Linked DNA regions of Macaca mulatta: region 1 is linked to region 2. Evidence: chromatin contacts called from public Hi-C data. All regions are on one chromosome and are shown on one strand. Each heading gives the region's core, a stretch centred on a gene start, on an enhancer-like site or on the middle of the called end of the contact. The rest is flanking DNA. Distances are from core to core; before and after follow the strand shown.

Region 1 (2,700 bases), core at 19-2,518, 56 kb before region 2:
AAAAAGACATGTCAAACCCCACCTGTATATCTGTTTTCAACCATTTGGAGTCAAGGCGAGCCTGGGCAGCCAAACAGAAAGAGTCAGAGGGCATCTTTTCTCCAGTTTCCTCCAGTTCTCAGGCCTGCAAGTAAACATACATGTTGAAGACCTAACTCTTTTTAATAGTTTACAAAGACACTCCCGAAAGGTTTAACGCAGAAAAAAAAAGAGAACAGAAAGGGGGAAGAGAAGAGCTGGGGGAGGGGAGTGAAGGGGAGAGAGGGAAAGAGGGAAGAGATGGAGGGGAGGGAGGTGGGGAAGGGAAAGCCTCCTTCCAAGGTAGGCAGGGTGTGCCGAGTTTCTGCACCACACTGGCGAGATCTTGAAAATGGACGGTCAGAGGAGGCCAAGTCACAATGTCATCCCCCTGCCCTCAAATCCAAAAGGCACACACACCCGACAGGAAGCCCATCGTTTTTACTTTTTTTTTTTTTTTTTGAGACGGAGTCTCGCTCTGTCGCCCAGGCTGGAGTGCAGTGGCCGGATCTCAGCTCACTGCAAGGTCCGCCTCCCGGGTTCACGCCATTCTCCTGCCTCAGCCTCCAGAGTAGCTGGGACTACAGGCGCCGCCACCACGCCCGGCTAGTTTTTTTTTTTTTTTTCGTATTTTTAGTAGAGACGGGGTTTCACCGTGTTAGCCAGGATGACACTGATCTCCTGAACTCGTGATCCGCCCGCCTCCGCCTCCTAAAGTGCTGGGATTACAGGCCTGAGTCACAGCGCCGGGCAAGCCCATCGTTTTGATGACACATGACAGCAGCGTGAATCTGCCGCTTTACCCCACAGCAGGGCGCGTGCGTGAAACAAATACTCAAAAGGATCGCCTGCAGAAACGCCCACAGCCACCACCACTTAGAGATGGAGAGAGGCCCGAGGTTGCGCCTAGGGAGGTCCCTCAGGCCGGCCCCGGTGCTGCCGCCGCTCCAGGCCCGCCTTCCGGGCTCGGCCGCCCGCCAAATCCCCGCCTGCACCGCCCCCGCCGCCTGCCGCCCCGGTGCCCCAGGCCAGGACCTGACGCGCAGGGCGCGGACGCCAGCCGCTTGCTGAGCCGACGCCCCCGATCCCGGCGCCACTCGCAGCCCGAGGCGCTGGCCGATGGGACTGCCGCCCCCGCTTACGGCCAGCGGCAACGAGGCGGCTCCGCGGGCGCAGCCGACTGGGAACAGGAGCCCTTCGCCGCTTGTCCGGACTCTCTCGCTTCCGGCAATCCGGTTTGTCTTCCTACTCGGAGTTCACGGGCTGCGGGCGGGGCCAACCGCAGGCTCCGGAAGGCGGGGCTTCCGCCGCACGCACGCACGCGCGTTCTCCCGCGAGAGTGCGGTGGGCACCGCATCCGGCACCCGCGCTGTGAGCCACCGCCTGCCGAAACCGTCATTTTAAAAAAGGCTGGGTCCGGCATCCTGGTTCGTGCTTGTAGTCCCAGCACTTTGAGAGGCCAATGCGGGCGGATCACCTGAGGTCAGGCGTTCGAGACCAGGCTGGCCAACATGGTGAAATACCATCTCTACCAAAAATACAAAAATTAGCCGGGCGTGGTGGCGCACACCTGTAATCCCAGCTACTCCGGAGGCTGAGGTAGGAGAATCGCTTGAACCCGGGCGGCAGAGGTTGCAGTGAGCCGAGATAGCGCCACTGCACTCCAGCCTGGGCGATAGAGTGAGACTCCGTCTTAAAAAAAAAAAAAAATTATCGATCTAGTTCTAAACCTCATTTTGAATCCACCATATTACTCTGAAATACATTCATCTTTCCTGTGGCTAAAACCATAAAGCCTAGCCAGTAACTCCCATTGCACTTAAGGAAATCCAATCTCCTTACTGTGGCCCCTGAACAGGCTGCCGCTGGCCTACCACGGTGCCTCTAGTTTGTGTAAAATGCATATGTCAACTTACAATAAATCATACAAGGCTTTTTTAGCTCTAAAAGGCTATTATTCACTAGTTGCTGTGTGAATCAGTATTTCTGGGTATAATTAGAAATTATTAGAGTTGATGCCCAAGACTCATCTCAACCAGCACGGGGGAGGCATCTGCTCCTTTTATGGTTAGTGACTCGGCCTCCTCCTGCTGGGCTCAGTCCTCAGGTGGGTCTGACTCAGCTCAGAGCTGTGCACCCCTCGTCCTCCTCCCCAACTTGCATGAGTGCTCTTTAGGATGGAGCTGAACATGGCCTTCTTGAAACCACTTGGCTCCACCACAGGCCCTGAGAACTGATTGGGTCACTCTGGTGGGCTCCCCAGCCCTAGCCAAGAAGGGTTTCTCTAGGGAGACTGGCCCTAACTCATGAAACCTGAAGCCCCAAAGATCCTGACCAGGGGGCAGCCTCCTCCAGGGAGGGGCCACTCGCCCCCACCCAGCTCCCTTCACAGAGACCCATCCGACAGAGCTGAGGAAAACCATGCCGCATAAATGAATAAATAAATAAATAACGATGCCGGGTACCTGTGGATTCTGTAATTCCTGAAAGAGGGCAGAGTGGCTGGCTCACAGCAAGCGCAGTAGCAGGTACTGCTCCCTGGCCAGGCTGTGCTCTGTCTCCTGGTTGGGAGCCCTAGGGGACAAGAAAAGCCAGAGGAGACCAGCTCGCCCAGAAGGCACCTCTCCACCCCTTCCCCAGAGTTTCTGGGACACGAAGCCCACCTGAGGGACATGTGCCTCC
Region 2 (2,738 bases), core at 134-2,633:
AACAGTTGGTTTCCTATGCGTCTCATGAAAAATAAATCTCCACTTTGGGAGGCTGAGGCGGGTGGATCACGAGGTCAAGAGATCGAGACCATCCTGACCAACCATGGTGAAATCCCGTGTCTACTAAAAATGCGAAAATTGGCCAGGGGTGGCGGAGGTTGCAGTGAGCCAAGATCGTGCCACTGCACTCCAGTCTGGCGACGAAGCGAGACTACGTCTCAAAATCAATCAATCAATCAATCAATCTGCTATCAGTGTCTCCAGGCAGGCTTTCACCAAACCTCAACCTGGCATCTATTCCGGGATCCGGTCAGTAAGGAAGCGCCCACGGGCGGTCGAAGTACCGCTGCTATTTGGGCCCCGCCCCGTCCCGCCCCCAGCTTTGGATCCACCCTTTCCCCACCTCTTGCCCTCTTTGGAGCACCGTTCCCCTATGGCATCGCCCGGGAACACCAATTAAATGCAGCTTCACACTGTGACTGTGCCTGGGAACCCTCATTTTCTTTTATTTATTTATTTTTGAGACGGAGCCTCGCTCTGTCTCCCAGACTGGAGTGCAGTGGCGTGATCTCGGCTCACTGCAACCTCCGCCTCCCGGGTTCAAGCGATTCTCCTGCCTCAGCCCCTGGAGTAGCTGGGATTACAGGCGCCGCCACCACGGCCAGCTAATTTTCGTTTTTTTTTTTTTTTTTTTTTTTTTGAGACGGAGTCTTGCTCTGTTGCCCGGGCTGGAGTGCAGTGGCCGGATCTCAGCTCACTGCAACCTCTGCCTCCCGGGTTTACGCCATTCTCCTGCCTCAGCCTCCTAAGTGACTGGGACTACAGGCGCCCGCCACCACGCCCGGCTAATTTTTTGTATTTTTTAGTAGAGACAGGGTTTCACCGTGTTAGCCAGGTTGGTCTCGATCTCCTGACCTCGTGATCCGCCCGTCTCGGCCTCCCAAAGTGCTGGGATTACAGGCTTGAGCCACCGCGCCCGGCCAGTGGAGACAGGGTTTCACCATGTTGGTCAGGCCGGTTTCAAACTCCTGACCTCGCGAACCACCCAACTCGGCCTCCCAAAGTGCTGGGATTACAGGCGTGAGCCACCGCACCTGGCCCAGAATCCGCGTTTTAAATAAGCGCCACGCCGGACTTTGATTTTGAACTCCTGATCGGCCAATGGCACCTAGCAGAATACTTTACCGCTTACTACCCTTTCAGCCTCGTCCCTCGCCGCCGTCCCCGCCCCTGCACGCTACGCGCCCCGCCCTCCGCGCTCAGCGGACCCGGGCCTTGTAAAGGAAGCGGAACGCGGCGGGAGAGAGCACCGGGGGCGGGGTGTCTGTCGCGCGGCACTGCGCGTGCGCGCGCGGTCTCTTGCGTCATTTAGCCGCGCCTATGTTTTCCGGCGCCGGCCCTGGGTCCCGGCAGCGGTGGTGACGGCGGGGCCGGAGGTTGTCCTTGGCAGATTTTCCTCGCTCTTCTACATGGAGGAGGCGGTGCGCACGGCTTCAGCCCCGAATGCTCGCACCTCCCACTGGACGGCGACGAAGGCGGTGGCCGTGCGAGCGCAGGACTGGGCGGCCTGTGTGGGGGTGTGAGCCGCGGTGCCCCGGGCAGCGCCGCTGAGGGGAAGCCGCGCGGCCGGCCTGCCGGCTAGGGTGAGGTCGCCACTCCTTCCTTTCAGGCGGGCGCCAAGGGGCTGACTTGCGGGCGAACCCGCCCGTCTTGTGTCGGAGAAGGGTTCTCCGGGCAACTTTCCTTTCCGGGTGTTCCGAGTTGGAAGCGGTTTTTCTGGTAATCCTCAGTGAGGAAACCCACCGTGAATCGGGTTGCGGTTCAGTCCCACGGAAGCCTGGCTCTTTGGCCGTGTGGGGGACGCATGTTCATTAAGTTTGTTAAAACAGTTTCGTTTGTCTTGGTGAGTTTTAGAAGGTGGCTTCAGCTGCTGCGGGGATCATAACTGACGGTTAAGCCTAAGAAGTCCGCTGTAACGTTTTGAGCCTGGCTTTTTAAATTTCCTTTTGTAAAATCACGGAATCCTATTTCCCTCTCTATACACCTGCGCAAAACTGTGTGTTTAGTTTTGTGTTTGTGTCTCCTTAGTTTCTTTTCTAGGTTGTCAGTTCCTGTACAGGACTGCATGTTAAGTTCTGTTTCTGGAAATCCTGTGTATAGCCATGTGCCCGGTTAATACTTTTTTTAGTAAGAGGAAGTAATCAGAGTCTAGCGTGTCCATTCAGTAAGCTGCCTGTCGAAGCAGTAGTTATGCTCGGTTGAGTAGGTTTTATGTTGATTGGTTAACAAAATGAGTATGAAGGCTAGTAACGAAATTTTAAAACGTACTCAGTAACTTTAGTCTTTTGCCTGCTTCTGTGTTTTCTTCTTTCTAGGCTGGAGCTACTCGGCCAGGGTTTGAGACTTTAAATGAGAATAAAGGGTGGTATTTACGAGGAAATGAGAGTGAATAAGTCATCTCTAACCTCTCCGAGCCTTTTTTTCATAAGAGAGACCATATTAAAATTACATGTAAGTTAAAATTGTAATTTATAACTAATATTGTTGCCTAGTTAGGGTTGGAGATTTAGGTTCTGTAATATTTATAAGTACAGTACTCCTTTAAAAAATTGTTAACCAAGCGAGAGGTTGGAAAAAATTAAATCTAGCTTATGTATTTAATGTTTTTGAGCCAACGTGTTGCTCTGTCCCCAGGCTAGAGGGTGCGATCTGGGCTCTACGCCTCCCGGGCTCAAGCG

What was found. Hi-C and Micro-C count contacts between places; a contact is called where the count stands out from the background.
Region 1: a Hi-C map of liver shows a contact between it and region 2, with 1.6 times the contacts expected there. The contact joins the promoter of LOC100424132 here to the promoter of NIPA2 in region 2.

What each region holds. Positions count from the first base shown.
Region 1 is chr7:1,594,590-1,597,289 of T2T-MMU8v2.0, reverse strand. LOC100424132 (E3 ubiquitin-protein ligase HERC2) reads right to left here and starts at 1,268. Exons shown (of 7, transcript XM_077938922.1): 1 at 1,054-1,268; 2 at 23-124. All of the region lies in intron 1 of NIPA1 (NIPA magnesium transporter 1), which reads left to right.
Region 2 is chr7:1,538,672-1,541,409 of T2T-MMU8v2.0, reverse strand. NIPA2 (NIPA magnesium transporter 2) reads left to right here and starts at 1,383. Exons shown (of 6, transcript NM_001194886.2): 1 at 1,383-1,669.